Regions from separate parts of the Mus musculus genome. Here regions 2, 3, 4, 5 and 6 are each linked to region 1. Evidence: chromatin contacts called from public Hi-C and promoter capture Hi-C data. All regions are on one chromosome and are shown on one strand. The core of a region is the stretch at or near the end of the contact, and the rest is flanking DNA. Distances in the headings are between cores, read along the strand shown.

Evidence for each region. Promoter capture Hi-C pulls out the DNA fragments that hold promoters and counts their contacts. A called contact is a pair of places that touch in the nucleus more often than the background predicts.
Region 2: a promoter capture Hi-C map of pre-B cells shows a contact between it and region 1. The contact joins the promoter of Tmem120a here to the promoter of Ap1s1 in region 1. A contact is called at or near these places in 2 of 39 promoter capture datasets (liver and pre-B cells).
Region 3: a contact with region 1 is called in a Hi-C map of B cells, with 8 read pairs. The contact joins the promoter of Lamtor4 here to the promoter of Ap1s1 in region 1. A contact is called at or near these places in 1 of 39 promoter capture datasets (liver), 1 of 484 Hi-C or Micro-C datasets (B cells) and 1 of 115 datasets of contacts at active chromatin or transcription factors (pancreatic cancer cells).
Region 4: a promoter capture Hi-C map of liver shows a contact between it and region 1, with 2.5 times the contacts expected there. The contact joins the enhancer-like site here to the promoter of Ap1s1 in region 1. A contact is called at or near these places in 4 of 39 promoter capture datasets (embryonic stem cells, liver and pre-B cells), 2 of 115 datasets of contacts at active chromatin or transcription factors (embryonic stem cells and microglia) and 1 of 9 other capture datasets (liver).
Region 5: a Hi-C map of B cells shows a contact between it and region 1, with 10 read pairs. The contact joins the promoter of Cnpy4 here to the promoter of Ap1s1 in region 1. A contact is called at or near these places in 1 of 39 promoter capture datasets (liver), 1 of 484 Hi-C or Micro-C datasets (B cells) and 1 of 9 other capture datasets (liver).
Region 6: a promoter capture Hi-C map of the HPC-7 cell line shows a contact between it and region 1. The contact joins the promoter of Ywhag here to the promoter of Ap1s1 in region 1. A contact is called at or near these places in 4 of 39 promoter capture datasets (the C10 cell line, the HPC-7 cell line, liver and 1 more) and 1 of 9 other capture datasets (pancreatic islet).

What each region holds. Positions count from the first base shown.
Region 1 is chr5:137,044,491-137,047,618 of GRCm38.p6, forward strand. Ap1s1 (adaptor protein complex AP-1, sigma 1) reads right to left here and starts at 1,618. Exons shown (of 5, transcript NM_007457.3): 1 at 1,518-1,618. The coding sequence starts at 1,520.
Region 2 is chr5:135,742,524-135,745,651 of GRCm38.p6, forward strand. Tmem120a (transmembrane protein 120A) reads right to left here and starts at 1,649. Exons shown (of 12, transcript NM_172541.2): 1 at 1,525-1,649. The coding sequence starts at 1,605.
Region 3 is chr5:138,254,051-138,257,178 of GRCm38.p6, forward strand. It overlaps Lamtor4 (late endosomal/lysosomal adaptor, MAPK and MTOR activator 4), which reads left to right and starts at 1,432. Exons shown (of 4, transcript NM_001081108.2): 1 at 1,432-1,753; 2 at 2,203-2,283. The coding sequence starts at 1,751.
Region 4 is chr5:135,902,655-135,905,782 of GRCm38.p6, forward strand. No RefSeq gene overlaps it. Among named protein-coding and RNA genes, the nearest start is that of Hspb1, 16 kb to the left of the region's middle. Within about 2 kb of position 1,422, at least 250 of the 459 cell types and tissues checked have an H3K27ac peak or open chromatin away from gene starts, as enhancers often do. A contact at or near this core is called in embryonic stem cells and liver, where this site is marked.
Region 5 is chr5:138,185,972-138,189,099 of GRCm38.p6, forward strand. It overlaps Cnpy4 (canopy FGF signaling regulator 4), which reads left to right and starts at 1,564. Exons shown (of 6, transcript NM_178612.4): 1 at 1,564-1,749. The coding sequence starts at 1,614. It overlaps Taf6 (TATA-box binding protein associated factor 6), which reads right to left and starts at 1,255. Exons shown (of 15, transcript NM_009315.4): 1 at 1,199-1,255.
Region 6 is chr5:135,933,097-135,936,224 of GRCm38.p6, forward strand. Ywhag (tyrosine 3-monooxygenase/tryptophan 5-monooxygenase activation protein, gamma polypeptide) reads right to left here and starts at 1,545. Exons shown (of 2, transcript NM_018871.3): 1 at 1,227-1,545. The coding sequence starts at 1,313. It overlaps Gm40346 (a long non-coding RNA gene), which reads right to left and starts at 1,220. Exons shown (of 2, transcript XR_868594.2): 1 at 1-1,220.

The DNA.
Region 1 (3,128 bases), core at 368-2,867:
TCCATTTTTCTCCACCATCCACACATTTAGTTCCACATACTGCCTCTCTTCCCAGCTTTTTTTTTTTTTAGACAAGGTTTCTCTGTGTAGCCCTGGCTGTCCTGGAACTCACTTTGTAGACCAGGCTGGCCTCGAACTCAGAGATCTGCCTGCCTCTGCCTCCCTAGTCCTGGGATTAAAGGTGTGTGCCACCACGCTCGGCTTCCAGTTTCTTTAAAGCGTTCTTTTATATTCTTTTACACGTATGTGTGGGGCACCCACGTGCCATCACTTACATGCAGAGGTCAGAGGAGGAGTCAGTCCCCTCCTTCCACCACATGGCTCCTGGGAATGACCTCAGGTTATCAGCCACCCGGACAAGCTGAGCCGTCTCTCTGGCCCTCTTTTCTGTCTTTCTTTTGTGAGACAATGTTTCATGTAGCACAGGCTGATCTCAATTCCCTAAGTAGCGAAGGCTGCCCTTGGTTTTCTGATCTCCCTTTTTCTTACCTCTGAGTACCAGGTTACAGGTGTGCACTCTAAGGCCTGACCTTTCTTCTGAGACATCAGGTGACTGATCACTGGGTCCCTCAGACAGGGGCATAGTCACCCTGGAGGGCTCTCCTAGGGAATGTCTGTGGAATAACTAGCAAGCAGAGTCCTCACTGCTTCCCGCATGGCCCTAGTTTTATTACCAGTTGCAGAGGTTCCTCATTCCATATCCTGAACTCAATTCCCAGCAAACAGCTCTGAGAACATGGCCCGGGTTGGGATATCTGTGTGTGTCCCACACTTCCAGTTTAGCAGGTTAAGTTAAAAGAAAACAACACCCCAGAAGCTAGAAGTAAGTACTGTTGGTGGGGGGGATAGGGAAGGTGAAGAACTGAGGGAGTCCTGTGTAGTTAAGAAAAGGAGGTGACAGCTACAGCAGGAAGGCCTGGGTTCCGGAAAAGAAAATGCCCCGGAGAGGGTGGAGAGCTGGGATTGCCAAAGTAGGGAGTCTTCCAGAGCCTAGGTCCCCGACGGCAAACCCTAGAGCCCACCTGAGCCAGAACTCCGGGTGAGCTGTCAAGGAAGCGAGACAGGAGGTTCACTCCAGAGACCCGGAAACTGTTCCCTCCCACACCGAGCTCTCCATGGGCCATGCTCCAGTGTGGGCCTCAAGGGAAGGGGTTTCGGCGACCTGCAACCATCCCGAGTGACCCCGGCGCCCCAACCTCGTGCCTTCCCTGCGGCAGTGCCTGGGAGGGTCTTAAAGATTCCCAGAGTCCCGAGCGCTTCTCCAGGCTCGGGACAGTCCCGCCACCATTCAGCTCTAGTCCCCTCTCTCCTAACCAGCAAGACTCCTCCCAACCCCTGTCCCTAGTGCCATTTCCAGCTTCCGAGGTCAGCTCTCTCCAGCAGCTCCAGGAAGTGGATCCTTTGCGGACCACAGGGAAGACAGGGCGACTCCCACAAAGGGCAGCCCCCCTCCGGACCCCTGCAGGTACAGCCCACGCCCCTCGGGTCCCCGTCCCCTCCCTCTCCTCACAGCCTACCATCCTGCAGCCTCCAGCCCGGTGCGTCCCTCTCCGGCCACCGTAGAAGCCAGCTCCACTCCCAGTCGGATTCTTTTCTTTTCCCTCCCTCTCCGCTTGAAGCCCCGCCCCAAGGCCTCGCCGGCTCCAAGCACGGACGCATTGCGCAGGCGCCAACGCTGCAGCGACCCACCCCCATCTCATCCGGCGCGCAGGCGGGGCTGGAGGCGGAGAAGCGGAAACCATGGCAACCAGGTCCTTGACTTCAGTTTTGCAAAAGCCTGGTCGTCATGGTAACAGGGCTGTCTTGGTGGGTTGATTGGAGGATGGGAAGGGAGGGGGTAGAGGACAATGAGGACTTCGAGCTTTGGAGCATTTGTGGGGGAAAAAGGCGGGAAAAGGGTGAGAGGTGTATGCACGATCTTTGGAGCTGATGAAGAAGTTGGGAGGAATGATGTGGAAAACATCAGTCAGAGGGTGGTGATGGGCAGGATGAGGGAAATAGAGACCGGTAGGCTAGGAGAATAAAGAGTTCAAGGACAGCTCAGGGTTCCAGAGCAAGCAAGATCCTGTCCCCAAAGCAAACAAGGCAGGTGTGGTGGTGTATCCTGTGATCTCTACACTTGGAAGGCAGAGACAGGAGTTCAGCTGCAGCTACATGGCACGGTCTTGACCACCCAAGGCCACAGAGAGCCTGTCTCCAACAACAACAACAACAACAAAAGTGACACAAAACAGTGCAGATATGATGGTTCGGATTGTAAAGATGTTTCCCCAAACCCACAAGGTGGAAAGAAAGAACTGACTCCTGCAAATTGTCCTCTGACCTCTGTATAAGCAAGCACCCTAGCTTGTATACACCACACACACACACACACACACACACACATATATACACACACACACAGACAGACAGACATGGTCACAGGCAACACAAAATACACTTGTAAAATGTAATCTTAAAAAAAAACTAAACCAGGGATAAAAATCAGGGATAAAAAAATTGTTGAAAATGGGAATACTGTAACAGGAATATAAAGAATGGGAGGAAATTGTAAATTAAGGAGAAAGGGGAAGAAATGAAGAGAATCTTATAGTATTAAAGGGGTGTGGTGTAATCCCCATAGCCAGAAGGCTACAGCCAGCCTAGACTACACAGTGTGGCTCTGTCAAGCAAGCAAGAGTGGGATTCCAGAACTGGGTGTGGTGAGGCAAGTCACAATCCCAGCCCTGCAGAGGCTGAGGCAGGAAGAGCAAGAGGTCATGACCAGTTTTGGGGCTATGGAGGAATATGTGTGTGTGTGTGTGTGTGTGTGTGTGTGTGTGTGTGTGTGTGTGTGTGTGTACCAAACTGGATGTGCTGGTATACACCTATTATGTGATTATTTGGAAGGTACAAGCAGATGTACTAAGATCAAGAGTTCAAAATGACTCTTGACTACATAGCTAGTTCATTTTATGGACTGAGACACAATGTCAAAAAAAAAAATCGTTGAGCAACAAAACAATTTAGCCAGGCATTATTGTGCACATGCCTGTAATCTGGTCCCTGGGGAGGCAGAGGCAAGAGGACTGGTCAAGAGGGTTCAAGGCCAGACTAGGCTATGTAAAGAGAGCAGTGGGAGCTGGGCA
Region 2 (3,128 bases), core at 399-2,898, 1.3 Mb before region 1:
AGCCAGGAGCTAGGCTTCTTCCTGTAATCTCAGACCCTCCGTGGTACATGTCCTCAACAACAGGTCAGTTGTCCCCAGCTCGGGTGGGCGTCTGAATTCTAAGTGGACTCTAGCCCAGTGGTTCTCGACCTTCCTAACACTGCAACCCTTTAATACAGTCCTCATGCTGTGCTGACCCACCCAACCACAAAATTGTTTTCATTGCTATTTCCTATCTGTAATTCTGCTATTTAGGTGATCCCTGTGAAAAGGTAATCCAATCTCCCTGAAGGGGTGGTGACCCACAGGCTGAGAACTGCTGCTCTCAAAGGGGCTGCCTAAACTCACCCCTTCCTTTCTCAGATCCTCCTACCTACCCAGCCTGAAAGAATGGAAATCAGGGATAGCCATGCTGCCTTCTACCCTGGCATTCCTGACGTTTCATCTCAGGTTAAAGGTCGTCAGGCTTCCCGCCCTAAGGCCAGTCCCTCCCATCCACTCCCCTCCTGCAAGCACCTTTGGTCCAAAGCTTCCCCAAGTACTTTGCCCTGGTGGGTGAGCCTTGCAAGTTGCAGCCTAAACGAAGGGCAAGGGGCAGTGTGGGGAAATCAAGGCAGGGGCTGAGGTCATCGTGGTGATGGCAAAACTGGGAGACATGGAGCTGTGTAGGTCTCTAGGGAGAGTTCTAGTGCCAGCGTTCTGGGGAAACCTGGACACATGAGGCTAGGCAACAGTCCAATAGAGGCAAAGGTCTAACCTAGTCTCCTATTGGCCAGGCTCCACTATTTAGGTCTGTTTCTCATGCCAAAATAAGCTGCCGCATCCTCCTCAAACTCTAGCATGTGCCACCTCTGCCCAGTGACAGCCTTCCAGGAAGCATTGGTTTCCTTCTCTCTGGTATGGAGACAGAGTGGCCACAAACAACACCATCCTGGGATGGGAGGTTTTCCAGTGGTCGCTCTACCAATCCAGGAGGTCCTGGTACAGTCTGCCCCGCCCACCTCTCCCTACAAGAAAGAGCCACATGTACTGGGCCTCTTCTTGTCCCTAGGTGGGCGCTGTCCCTCCGTCTCAGATGGCTGAGATTTCCCCAACCAGGCCCGAATTTTACCTAAACTTGCTTCCCTGCGGCGTTCAGCAGAGTTAGCCAAGGGCGGGGAAGGCGTTGTCCGGCTGCAAGTTTGCAGGGTAATTGACCCAAAAGGCTGGGCCCCGTTGGGTTCTGCCTCGGGTGACTGCTCTTTAGGAAGGGGACTGGGTCCCAGATCGGGTAGCAGTGCAGGGGGAGGGGCAACAGAAGAGTCCTGATCAGTTTTCAAGGCCTTTGCACAAAGTCGAGATATCCCGGCACAGAGGGATCCCGCCCAGGCACGCCGGGGACGCGCGGGCAATCCGGGCTCCCATCAGACATTTAAGAAGAAAAGTAGGGGAGAGTCTCGACCCCTGACCCCTCCGAGCTGCCTTATGTGTGACCTAGTACTGCCTGACCCTTGTCCCCGAGACAGAGACGTGGCTCGGGGCTTGGATGGCCGCAGGGACGCTCACCTGGATACCTTGGAAGTCCTGCTGCAGATCCTCCCAGTTGCGCAGGCAGTCGCCCAGCGGGTCCGGGGGCGGGGACTGCATGTCTTTGTCCACGCCACTGGCCGCGGAGAGCCGCGAGTGGGGAGGACGGAGCTGCAACCCCGGCCGGCCGGAGAAGCCTCCGCCACCGCCCCCGTCCGCTTCCGGGCTCGCGCCGCCGTGACTGCCAACGGGAAAAGGCCCGGCGTAATCTGCGCGTGAGCCCCGCCCCTAGGAGCAGCCAATCAGAGCCAGGGACGAGAGCTGGGCGGGGACATGGGCCCGCAGGGCGTCTCCTCGAATTGAGACCAGAGCTGGGCGGCCAGCATTTTTACCCGAGAAGTCTGCTTCCTCGGACCACTCACAAACCAAGGAGACACGTGCTTCTAACACTTTGAAATTTTTAGATAGTGTCTCACTATGTAGCTCAGCCTGGTCTGGAACCAAGAAATACCCCTGCCTCTGACTCGCCGCGTGCAGAGATTAGAAGCGTGAGCCACCTCATACTCTTCATACACTTTTGTCCTTGAGAAGCTGCGCCTCTCTAGGGACAGCCTTCGTCTCTCAGCTTTTACAGATACTCCTTTCCTGGCCCTGAGTCCTCCAAGCTCTCCTCCGTCCTTAACTTTTAGGCTGCCTCTCCTAAACTTCCTACCGTGTCACTTCCGAAGCCTTACCAGTGCGGTTCAAGTTACAGACTCGGTACAGAACTTGCCCAGCATGCTGGAAGCTCAGAGGGCAATTCACCCAAGCACCACACAAAACATCAGATGCAGTGCGGGGCAGTAGTTAAAGGCAGCGCACGCCTTTAATCCCAGTACTTGGAAGGCATAGGCAGGTGGATCTCTGAGTTCGAGGCCAGCCTGGTCTACAGAGTGAGTTCCAGGACAGCCAAGGCTACACATAGAAACCCTGGCGGGGGGATGGGGGTGGGGTGGGGGGTGGGCCGGGGGGGATCAGATGCAGAGGCGCATGCCAGTGATGCAAACATTTGGAAGGTGCAGACGGAAGAATCAGAAGTTCCTGGTCACCCTCGCCAAGGACACGCACTCACTCTACCTACCACCCACATCACACCCTACATTCTTCATCAGTCCCCTTGTAAGCGCCTCCACCCGGACTTGTTCTGAGTCTGAGGAAGAGCTTTTGGGACTTGTGGCCCATGAGGGGGCGCAGCAGGTAAGAGTGCCTGTGGCCAAGTCTGGTGACTTCAGTTTGATCCCAGGACCCACGTTGTGAAAATAGAGAATCGGTTTCAGCAACGTGTTCTCTGACGTCCACACAGGTACCATGGCACGCCTAGACATCTAGAATAAAGCTGGAGAGAAGCTCGGCTTACGAGCACTGGCTGCTCTTACAGAGGACCTGGCTTCAATGCCTAGGTCTACATAGTAGTTCACAACCATCTGTCACTCCAGTCCCTGGCGATCCAATACCCATCTCTGGCCTTCACTGGTACCAGGCCCACATATGTGGTGCATAGACATATATGCAGGCAAAAAAAGAAGTGCATGCAAGCAAGGCACAGTGCATAATTTTAAATATGGTGTAACAAAAACATGGAAGATTTTGTGGAATTTGGGGGG
Region 3 (3,128 bases), core at 182-2,681, 1.2 Mb after region 1:
TAAAAAAGTTCCTGCAATGTTATAGAGAAGCTGAATGCTCAGTCATGGTGTGAAAACGTAATCCAGAACTCCAGCTAGCAACCTCAGCCTCTCCAGGTTGGTTTTGGATGGATGTCTGTAAGCTCCCAATTTCATGATTTCTGTTCTTTTACTTAGAAGCCTTCCCTGAAGAAACTCTCTGCTCTGCCCAGAACTCTGTCTGTTCGTAGTTGTCTTAAAGGGACTTCCTCAGGTAGTTTTGGCTGGATACTTGGATACTTGAGTACCTGATTTGATGGAAATTGATGTGCTTCTCTCTCTCTCTCTCTCTCTCTCTCTCTCACTCACTTTATAAAGTCACTCGTTCAAAATAAAAATTGTGGCTACTGTAGACCATTCTCTGGATTGTACAAAGCAGCTGTTGATATTTGTATACCCACTTCAGAGCAATGGTGCCAAGCACCTTTGCCCGCTGAGCCACTTTGCCAGCCCTACTTCAATTTTTTGGTCATGATGATTGAATCTGGGGCCTATGCATGCTAGGCAAGTTTTGAAACGATAGCTACAGCCTTGCCTCATTTTCTCTAATTAGCTGCTGCTTCTACAAGATGATTTGGGGTGGACGACTTTCTTTGTTTAGTGCTGTGGGTACAGACCCACACCCAGTATGCATAAGGCCCTGACTTTGCTTCTTGGCACTGAAAATAAATGGGGTGGGGGATATAATTCACTAATTTAGTGTACAACTTAGTAACTTCGGCACATTCACAAAGATATGCAGACTTCAATATGAATTCCAAAAAGCTTAAATCACATGCCCTGCCATACCCTCATTAATAAGCACTTCCTATTTTTTCTTGCCCCACTACCAACTAGTAATTGCTTTCAGTTTTTCTGTATTTGCAAGAAGTGTATGTGTTTTAATCAGGATCTTGGTAGGTAGCTCAGGCCTCAGTCTGGCACTGAACTCCCTATTCAGCCCAATCCTCGGCCTCTCAGGCTTTAAACTAGGATTACAAGCATTCGGCAATAGTCACAGCTAAGCGTCTTACATAGATGGGACCACATAATATATAGCCTTATGAACCTGCCCTTTCACAACCCGTCCTTTTGGTTGGGTCTGAGCCTCTGAAGGCTGAGTGGTCTCTGAAGCCATCTCCCTGGCCTGCTTTCTCTTGTTTTGGAGATTCTCAAGCTGCATTTGGTGTCAGGACATTATCATCTTGTATTGATCTTACACTACTGTGTGTACACAGCAAATTTGATTTACTCATTCATAGCCATATTTGGGCCGATCCACTCTTAACACATATACTCAAGGCAGAAAGTTAACACGTGAACAGCTTTTCACGTGTAAACCAAACCATCGTCTTTCACATTGGTACATTAGTTTCTCTTTTCAGGTTGAACAGTGACACCTAAGACTCCTCTTACATCACCGGACTGTTCTACTTTCTTCTTGGAAGCCACCGGCAGATGCATATTCCTATTGCAAAGGATAGAAGCAGTGCACGTTCGTGTGGCGACACTGCCCCGCGACTCTCCGGACAACTCTCGCAGGCAAATCCTGAGGGGCGGGGAAATGCAACCAATCCACGAATGTGTTCGGAAAGCGGGGCTCCGCAGTGGTTGATAAAGTATAATGACATACCCGCCATCCAATCCTCAAGCGAAGGGCTGGGCTACAGTCAGCTGGTGAAACCACCTGACCCGAGCCTGGAGCCGGAAACTACCTATCCGGCAGACTGCTTACACTGCACCTACGGCTGCGATGGTGAGTGTGGACGCATGCGCGGGTGTGCACGCCTGCGGTTCCGCGTCCCTGTTTTCCGAGCTTCTGTTGCCACCTTATGGCTTGCATTTCACTGTCACCTCCAGTCCACCCTGGGACCGAAAGGGAACAGAGATGGGAGGGAAGCGACAGGGAGGGCTGGAGAAGGAAGGCTCCGCTACCGGGTGTTCTGCAGCGGGGGAGTAGTCTAGATGGCACAAGGGGCGGGGCATAAGGGGACTGGAGTGGGAAGGGACATGAGGAGGGGTTGAGGGGCTAGGAAGGCCTCCTGGGTCACCTACATGACAAGTGGAAGAGCTCAGAGGTCCAATAGTGACCGTGGATGGAGACTCAGTGTTACAAGCCATTATGAGGGCCTTGGAAGGCTCATATCCAGGAGGGAGATGGGTTTGCAAGGCTGTCATGATTCTCCTTGTCTCTTTACCCTCTAGACTTCCGCACTGACCCAAGGGCTGGAGCGAATCCCAGACCAGCTTGGCTACCTGGTGCTGAGCGAAGGTGCAGTGCTGGCGGTGCGTTGTGGGAAAGCAAAGCGTGGGGTGGAGGGTGTGTGTGTGTGTGTGTGTGGGGGGGTCCTTTGGGGACACACAGCCCAGAAATCCCTTCAAATATTTCCAAGTTGTCTCTTTTTGTCTTCTCTGTGGTTCCTTGCTTGCCATATAGTAAGCTTTATGTAGTATTTGGATATGTGGTATAAAAGCTAATTACCAAAAGGTTGGGGAGGTAGCTTAGTACGGAGAATGAGTTGCCTAGCATGCACAGAGCCTTCTCTTCAATCCCAATACTGCATAAAACCAAACAGAGTGTAGTCCCAGCACTTGGAAGGTGGAAACAGTGGGTTAGATGTTCAGGCTTATCTTTGGCTACATATCAAATTCAATCACAACCTGGACTACATGTAACTCAGCCTCAAAAAACAACAAACAAACCATTACCCAAGTTATACAATTAGTTAGTTAGTTGTAGTTTGTTTTTATTTGTTAAATTCTTGTAGGGACGCACGTATGGGTGCCACAGGGGGTGAAAGTTCGAGGACACTTTGGAGTGAATTCTCCTGCCATGTGGGTCTTGAGGATTGAACTCAGGTCATCAGGCATTGAGGCAAGCACTTTTATGCTCTGATCCATTTTTGCCTGCCTCTAGAATTTTGGGGGGTGAGGTGGGGTGGGGTGGGGGCAAGACTTCTCTAGAGGCAGGAATTGAGCTACGCTGCAAGGGCAGAAAATTGTGAAAGAGAAAAGAACCCTCAGGGTTGGGAGCCGGGCATGCTTGCCTGAGTGTGCCAGTGCCCGAGTTGGCCGTGGTTTTGTGTTGAAACCATTTGAAGAGGAAGGATGCTGTGGTAAGACTGATACTG
Region 4 (3,128 bases), core at 172-2,671, 1.1 Mb before region 1:
TGTGAGGTAGGTAGGCTAAATGGTATGCCCTGCATACTTAGGACACAGTGAAATGTGAATTCAAACCCTGATTTTTCTTCCCTCATACAAGATGAGGCATGGCTGAATGACAGAAAACTGATCTTTGAGCCAATGAGATGGCATCGTGGAGAAAGGAGCCCGTGCCAAGTCTGTTGAGAGACCTGAATTTAATATCTGAGGTCCACATGGTGGAAGGAGAGAACTCACTCACACATGTAAACACACACAATTCCTCCAATCCTCCTACTACTACTATGTAGCTGTCTATCTGGCTGTCCTGGAATTTGGTATGCAGACCATGCTGTCCTCGAACTCACTGTCATAAGACTGCCACTGCCTTCTGAGTGCTGGGATAAATGGCGTGCACCTCCACACCTAGCCTCATCTCCCTAATTCATGGTTAGAAAATGACAAGGGAGGAGCCGACACTCTTTTCTTCTTCTGACCTTGTTGCAAGCTGATTCCTAATTGGCCACCATTAATTTGAAATCGTAAATATCTGACCAGAGCTGGCTGGGGCCTTGAATACTACAGAGAGAAGAAACTGGCTTCTAGGTCCCCCGGACTATCATAGCCTATCATAGCCCACTACCAAAGGGCCAGCGTGTGAGGGGATGAAACTTGGCATATTGGTCATTCACCTTTGGGCTCTCCCAGAGTATGTGGACTGGAGCACAAAGATGCTGAGCCCCGGTTCCCCAGTTAAGGACACAGGAGAAATGTAGATAGATTTCTTGGGATCGGTTCGGGAAGATAATATGGAGATTAGGGACTGCAGCAAGCTTAGAGGTCAGAGAGTGGGTCACTGTTTCTATAGCAACCCTGAGGGCGAGGACCACCTGGAGCTTGATGCACCACCCTCTAAAGGAGGTTTTTACGCCCTAAAAGGCCAAAGCAGATTATTCGGTAAGGACTACAAAGGAGGAGACAAAGCGGAGTGAAGAGGACCCGGAAGCCATGATAAGCTCCGCATTAGCACTGCGGCGGGCTCGGCAGGCGAATTCCAAAGGAGGGATGCGAGACCCAGCAACAGGCCGGCCATTGGCACGGAGGCGAGATGCTGGCTTGTGATTGGCTCTTGCCACGCTCGGGCTAGAAGGCAATCTCCGTGCTGGGTGGGGCGGGGCTGAGCCGCAGCCCTGCCTAGCTTACAGCCGGGTACCTGGGCAGTCCGCAATGGCCAGAGGTAGGAGAGTGGTCACTCTTAGATGCCTGGCTCTTATGGGCACACGCAGGCAGCACAATCCTTCGTTTCAAGCCCAGGTGTTTGGGAAGGGGAACATGCAGAAACTCGGGAATGGAGATCTCAGATGGGCTGGCCTCGAGGTCGCTACTGTCATCAGGGTCTGGGCTCAAGGCTGGAAGCAAATACCCGCACTAACGGGGACAGCTGCAGAACCGGCAGTACCCACCAGGGGGAGGCAGAGGACGTCGGTGCTGGAGTCATTGAGGGTTTGGGGAAAATAGATCCCAGAAGGGAAGATTCCTGAATCCCAATCCCAGTTACCCCAACTCCAGGATCTTGTATTAACGCTCTACCTTCCTTGGCCTTTTTTCTTTCTTTCCTTTTTTGTTTCTTTTAGACAAGGTCTAACTGTATGACTCTGGCTTCAAACTCACAACATTGCTCCTAGCCGTCTTTGGAGTTCTATACTCACAGGGCCTGACAAAACTTTGAGACCCGGTCATATGCAGCCCAAGCTAGTCTGAAATGTATGGAAGTAGGCCTTGAACCCCAGAAATGTGTCTTCGTTTTGCACCTCATCTTCTCAGCATCCTCCCCCGCTTTTAACTTTGCTTTCCTTTCTTTCTGAGACTGGTTTCATGCAATCCAAGCTAGTCTTGAACATTACCTTGCAACTTTAAAAAAGATTTTGTGTGGGTGTGTTGTGTACACAGGCATATGCAGAGGCCTGAAGAGGGTGTTGGGGTATCCTCTACTGCTTACTGCCTCTTCCGGAGCCAGGCTCTTTTCCTGAACCTGGGATGTGAATTTCCTCAGGTAGGCTGGAAGGCAGCAAGCATCAGTTGTTGACGGTCCTTTGGAGCACAGGTCGCCTGGCTTGCCAGGGTGCTGGGTCCTGGTAAAAGCACGGCACACTCTTCCCAACCTAGCCTCGGCTCCAGCTCTCAATCTAGAACTCAGCCTCCAGCCTCTGAGAGTGCTAGGAATATCAGGTGTACCCCACTTCAGCAGGTGTGCCCCCACATGCACCCTGGTGGTCTTGATGTGCATGGAGTTTGTGGGTTGTTTTTGTTGTTTTTTTTTGTTTGTTTGTTTTGTGACAGGGTTTCTCTGTGTAGCCCTGTCCTGGAACTCGCTCTGTAGACCAGGCTGGCCTTGAACTCACAGATCTACCTGCTTCTGCTTCCCAAATGTTGAAACTAAAGGTGTGCACCACCACACCTGGCTCGATTTCATGTATGATAAGCAAACACTTTACCAATTTGATTGAGCTCCCTCCCAGGGCCTGTTATCCTTACCCAGCTTCATTTTGTCTTGAAACGTCTAAGAGGGGGATCCAGTCCGTGACCACGGCTTAGTCTCTGTCCAATGCCCTTATTCCCAGCACTTGGAAGGGAAAGGCATTCTGACTTCCAGACTAGAAATAAAACCTTGCGTTTTTTGTTTTGTTTTTTAAGTCAATGCACCACATATACCAATGATATGGCACCTCTAGCTTCTGCCCCCACAATAGGGTATATCATGGTGGGGCTCTGGACAACAGTTAGAATGATTAAAATTCAAAGACTGACTCAGAACAGGCTGGGCTTACCCAGCCGATAGTTGCCCAACTCTCGTTTCCTGACCGAGGGGCCAGGTTTCCACCCTTCTGCCCCCCTCCCTTACTTCACGCAGACTGAGAAGTCAGCACTGTGGAGGGACAGCAGTATTCCCAGCAGTTCTTTTGCAAGAAGAATCTTCAACTCTAGGGAACACTCCTTACACACACACACACACACACACACACTCTCTCTCTCTCTCTCTCTCTCTCTCTCTCTCTCTCTCTCTCCCACACCCACCCTTTTTGAGGCAGGGTTTCTGTGTGTAGCCCTGGCTGTTCTGGAACTCATCCTGTAGACCCAGGCTGGCCTCAAATTTAAGA
Region 5 (3,128 bases), core at 314-2,813, 1.1 Mb after region 1:
GTAGACAACACTGGTCCTTTGGCCTCTACCTCCCAAGTACTGGGATTGCAAGCACATACCACCATGCCTGGCTTTACCTGTTTGCTATGTTTTCTTCTTCTTCTTAATAATAGTGATATAATATGTATATATATAAAATCACTCTAGATTAAATCTAAGACCTTCCACATGTTAAACAACCCTTCTACAATTGGGTCTCAGGCTCGTCTGGAATTCATCCCGTGGTCTTGATTTGGAGAGCCTCCTGCCTTTTACAGCTGTTTACCACCAAGCCTGGCTATTATTTCTTCTTGTTTATTATCCTTACCCCACCAGTAAACAAGAATATGTCTGTTATGTTCACTGACCTATCTGGTGCCTAGGGCATTGTTAAATATATGAATAAGTCTTTTTTTTTCTTTTTTTCTTTCCTTTTTTTGGTTTTTCGAGACAGGGTTTCTCTGTATAGCTCTGGCTGTCCTGGAACTAACTTTGTAGACCAGGCTGGTCTAGAACTCAGAAATCCGCCCGCCTCTGCCTCCCAAGTGCTGGGATTAAAGGCGTGAGCCACCACTGCCCAGCATGAATAAGGTGTAAGTGTTCACTAAATACTTGGTATAACAATTACCAAAATGAAAAAGACACAGACTCAAGCTTGGAGTTTACTCTGTGGTTAAAAGGAAAGGAGCTTGCCTGACACTGGACATGAAACCAACCTCAAGAGTGTTCAGAACTGAGTGCTAGGGACTGGTTCTTTTCATTCCAAGTCTTCTCAGACTTTTGTTAAATCTTGTCTACAGGAAATACAATTATTCAGCACATACTCTGTACCTGGTCGGGTCCCAGTCCTCTGTGGTGGTACCCTTGCCACTAAGGTTTCATAAAACACTCTAGCAGCCTCGGGAGTTTCTCAGATCAGTGGAAGCGACAGGAAGACTTCTTAGAGAAGGGATAACTTGAGCTATATCTTTACATCATTTTTCTCAGCTAGGGAAGTGATTCGAAGATTACCCGGGCAGCGCTACAGGAGGTTCACAAGCCACTACATCGCCCCACCATCCTTCCAGTGCAGTCACGCACAGGGTCCCCACGAGCACGGACACACAACCAACCGTCTTCTTCCCAGTCCTCACATGGGCCCTTTCAAAGGGTCTCCTCACGGATACACCTCAGACTTTCCCCCGCCAGCCAAGCACCGGGAGCAGTAAAAGCCTCTCACCGCTGCCAAAGCGCCGCTCACCCGGCGCTCGGCGCCATCTTGGCCCCGCCCCCTGACAGGAGTAGGTCCTGGCAGAAGCCAAAAAGTTATCACTGTTCTTCCCTATGTCAAAATAGACCATATCGTTTCACAGTCTGAAATTATATAAAAATTTCATTCTACGTGCATGTGTAAAGATCATATTACTCTATTCTAATTACTTCAATTTGTATCTTCATTACCCAGCTGTCAGGACCTTCAGAAGGCGCCACAAAACTGAGCCATCACGCTCCACCCACTTTCGGGCTGGCTCTGAGCATGCGCTGACCGTTCTATGATTTTTTTTTTTTTTTTTTTAAAGCTTGCTGCGGGCTTCGCCTAAATTTAAAGGGCCCGCTGCCTTCCAGAAGTTGGTCTGAAGGCAAAGGGTGGTTGTATGTGTGGACTGCGTTTTATCATGGGACCTGTGCGGCTGGAGATACTGCTTTTCATCCTGGCAGCGTACGGTGCTTGGGCTGAGGCGACAAAAGAGGAGGAAGATGACACAGAACGTTTGCCCAGCAAATGCGAAGGTACAGAAACGGAGTAGTTGCTATTTACATCTCCCTATCTACCTCCTGCCTCTCTAACTCTAGGCTGAATCAAATGGGCTAGGATAGATGGATCACTAGACTGTCTTGAAAGAGGTTCTGTTGGAGCTTGGTAACACTTGAATGGGAACAAGGGAGGGAAAGCAGGGTTAAGGTGGCACTACATTTCCCAGGTGGCATCCAGAAGGATCTAGGTTTTTCTTGCGGGCTTGGGCCCCAATGTATTGTGGGAATTGTAGTTCAAGAACCTGTAACGCTGGCTCTATGGAGCATCTTCCTCAGTCGTTTCTCTCCTTGTTAAAAATCTGGACAATCTGCATGGGTGGGGTGTAATACTCATTCCTTATAGGCATACTGAGTCCCGCCCTGGCAGAGACGCTCTTAAATTACAGGCCTGATGGCCCCCTTTAGGGGTTTTAAAGGTGAGTAAGTCCCCAGCTGAAGTTCATAAAGAGAAGATGAAGACACCACACCACTTAGAAGTTGCCCATCGGTGTGAGGCTTTGCAGATGGGGTGCACTGTAGGGATTTTACAACAAGCAGCATGGCCTCTGGCTACATTAGTAAATGCCCTCCCCCCAACCACCCCTCCCATCCCCAACAGGGAGGAAGCCAGGTCACTGAATAAATATCCTGTGGCTCCCTAACTCTAACTTTTTCTTTGGATTCATTATTGCTTCACTTTACACCCAACAACATGTTTTTATCATTGACACCCATGACTTGATTCTAATCTCTCACTTATTTTTGCATCTGTGTCCCCACTCTTCTGAGTCGGGGTGGGGGTGGAGACAGGGTTTCTCTTTATAGCTCTGGCTGTCCTGGAACTTGCCTGTAGACCAGACTGGTCTCTAACTCCGAAATCCACTTGCCTCTGCTGGGATTAAAGGCAGAAGTTAACTATATGAACCCCCTGTCTCTAGTTCTGACCTCAGAATGCTGGGATAGCGTGTGCCACATCACCTAACATTGCAGAGGTTCTTAGGATCTGAACTCAGGTCCTCAAGCTTAAAAGTGCTTTACTTACAGAACTGTTTTCCCAGACCCTAAGCCAACTTTGGAGTGAGGGGAGAGCTGTAAAAACACTTTTTTTTTTTTTTGAGACAGGTTTTCTCTGTGTAGCCCTGGCTGTCCTGGAACTCTGGAACTCACTCTGTAGACCAGGCTGGCCTCAAACTCAGAAATCCACCTGCCTCTGCCTCCCGAGTGCTGGGATTAAAGGTGTGCGCCACCACTGACTGGCGTATGTACACTCTTAGCTTTCATACTTTATTCCTCAAAGTGACTGCTTCAGACACACCCAGCGTCTCACAGTCAGTAAGTGGCCCCTGTCTTTTTCTTGGCTGTTTTCCTCCTCTCCG
Region 6 (3,128 bases), core at 295-2,794, 1.1 Mb before region 1:
ACTGAATTTTGGAATATTGAGCACCTCCCCCCCACCCCCGCTGGCAAACTGGTCCCCAATTCATTAATAAATTGAGAGTAACTGACAAAATGGTGCAACTAGTTAGGATTTTGCATCTCAGACAAAAATGCGACAGTATTCCCTTCTCGTCAGAACGAGGATACATTAGGTCAGAAGAAAAAAAGCCTCGGATACATTTAACAAAAAAAAAAAAAATTCTTTTAAAAAGACTTTTTCCCCTTTAAAATAAATCCTCCCAGCCTCCACCCAGTCTAGGCTCTCTGCAATATGACAAATGCAGAATCTTCTGGAATGACTTGATACTGCCTCCCACCACCGCTTTGTTTGCAGTATCAGATCAGACAGAATATTTTTTTACACTCAAACGAATTTCTGCAGACTCGTGCCTGCAATTAAAAGAGAAACTGCATATCTCAGTCAGTTAACATTCAAAGGCATTATAGTTAACCCTTTGAAATGGAAAATAAATAAAATGAAAAATGAAGATGCTATATAGAGGGCCATGAATGGGAATGCCAGCAACACACATATCCCTCCCTTCCTAACAGACTTGCTTTGGGGAATGGTTAAAAGGAAGCCTTTTGTTAAAAAAAAAAAAAACAAAAAAAAAAACGTGAGAAAGGTGGTTTCGATTTTACATCATTGAGGCTGGGTTTTTTTTTCTTTTTTCTTTTAGGAGAGGGGGTCCTACATTTTTTTTCTTCCCGAAACGTCTTTAAAGGATGTGTCAGTGGGAAAGATTGGGGGGGGGGGTGATGGAGTGGGGAGGCGGCAAACTGGGAGACCTGCTGAGTGAATGGGGAAGGCGCCGCCCAGACACCAGGGAGAGAAAGAGGAACCGCATCCATGCGGTCCCCCCGCCCCCACGCCTAAACTGGGAGGAGGGGAAGTGGGGCACAAAGGATGCGCACGGCCCCCAACTCAGGTCTCTGGACATTCAGGGTCACAGAGAGACCCCCACCCCACAGCAGAAACCAGCCACGCAAGACCCCGCCCCAGCCCCGAACTCGGAGAGGCTGGGAAAGAGGCCGCGTCACCACTCGGGTGCATGAGCCCCCGTCCCCAACCCCTCCAAGGAGTGAGATGGAGAGGTGACCCTATAGTCGTGACAAGACAACATGCCCCTGGAGCATGCCTTCCACGCCGAGGAACGCGGTGTCGGGAGAGGCTGGGGCGAGGCAGGGGGGAGGGGAGGAGACACTCACGTTCTTCATGGCCGCGGCCATATCGTCGTAGCGCTCCGCCTGCTCGGCCAGCCGGGCTTTCTGCACCAGTTGCTCGCGGTCCACCATCTTCACAGGGCTGAAGAGGATCGGCTGGAAAGAAGGAAACCGAAGACCGCCTTGAAGGGCTTCAGGAAAAGAGAGGAGCGGCTTGGAGCTCGTGTGTCGGAGGGACCGACCCACGAAGCAAGCTACTGAGACGAGGAGGAGAAGGAGGCGGCACGAGCTGCGACCGCGGGACCCGGCGCAAGGAGGCTGCGGCTCCAATGCGTGCCGCGGGCGGACAACCCCCTGCGGTCCCGCCCACACGGGTGACGTAAAAGTCACCGCCTACTCGCGCATGCGCGCGCCCCGCCCGGTCCCGCCCGGTCCTGCATTTACTGGGCTTCTCTTCTACTGGAACATTCGCGGTGGCTCTTTGCGATTTTCTCAGTGTATCCCCAGTACTACACTGCTCCCTAATGTGCCCCTTTCTTCACTTTACCGTAAATCCTCAGCTTCATCAAACCCACCTCTCCTTGCCCCCTGGGGGCCTCTCCCCCCCCCTTTTTTTTTTTTTTTTTTTTTTTTTTGCATAGCTTCTGGCGCGTGACCTCCTGGGAATTGTAGTTTGACCTGCAGCAAGCTGAATTACAGAGCAGACCAAGGACAAAGGGGTGGTGGAGACTACATCTCCCAGTGGGCATTGCGCGCAGGCAGAGGCGGACCGGATGGGGGGCAGGGTCTAACCCGCAGCCGCTGGGGACCCCTGGCGGGGAAGCAGTCTACACTAGCCTAAGCGAGTGCTGATTCACGGCCTCGCCCCATAGCCTCTGGGCAGTTGGAAGGAAAGAAAAGGTCAAGGCCTTAGATCTGGACTCTCTGAAACTGAAGTAACTGGTCATGGTGGAGGGGTAGGGGAAAAACACGAATATAAAGTAGGCAGAAGAAGTACAGACACCGTAAATCCAAACTGCCCAACCACCACCATGGAAAAGATGGAAAAGGTGAACCTGTCCTAGAGATGGCCGCGTGAATGATGCAACCCTTGGACAACTGTCTAACACACACCCACCATGGTTGCAGTCTCCAGTGATGCACTTTAACATCGGACTTAACTGGATGAAATCATAGAATGACACATATCCGCCCGGTATATTGCCTATTTTCCCTAAATGGTGTAGCTGCCTGCAGACTGACCCTGGGGGACTCCCTTCTTCCTCTCCAGTGAACTGGACCAACGCCTGCCTGAACGCACACCCGCTATAGTTTTGACTGCGTATTTTATTTTCATTGTGTTTTTATGAGTTGTTTGGTTTGAAGTAGGGTCTTACACTTCTTAAGGTGACTCTAGACGAAGTTCTGGAATTATAGGCATGCACCAACACAATGGCCTTGACTGTAGAGTTTTGCTTCATCCATTCAACACGTTGAGCACCGGCCCAGTTCCAATGACTTTGTACATTAGCACACAACAATACACAAAGCAGACAAAGCACTCGGCTCAAAAAAAAAAAAAAAAAAAAAAAAAGGAGACAACTGTTTGAACCCACAACAAGCAGCTGACTAACTTTTAACATACCAAAGTGAACCTGGCCTCCAGGTTCTCCAGGCCAGCTGGGGCACAGGGGGAGGGGCTGCCCTTTGCCCAGGGGCTCTTCCCTATATAATCCAGACTTTTTGTTTACCCACCCCTTGTTTTGCTCCTTTTGTACCTTTGGCTTCCTGGCTGGTTCCCCTTTCTTCATGGTTCAGGGTCATGACCACTCTGGACTCTTCCAGATGTGTCTGCGTCTGGCTATGCCTCTTTTATATCTTTTTTTTTTTTCCCCGAGACAGGGTTTCTCTGTGTAGCCATGGCTGTCCTGGAACTCACTCTGTAGACCAGGTTGGCCTCGAACCCAG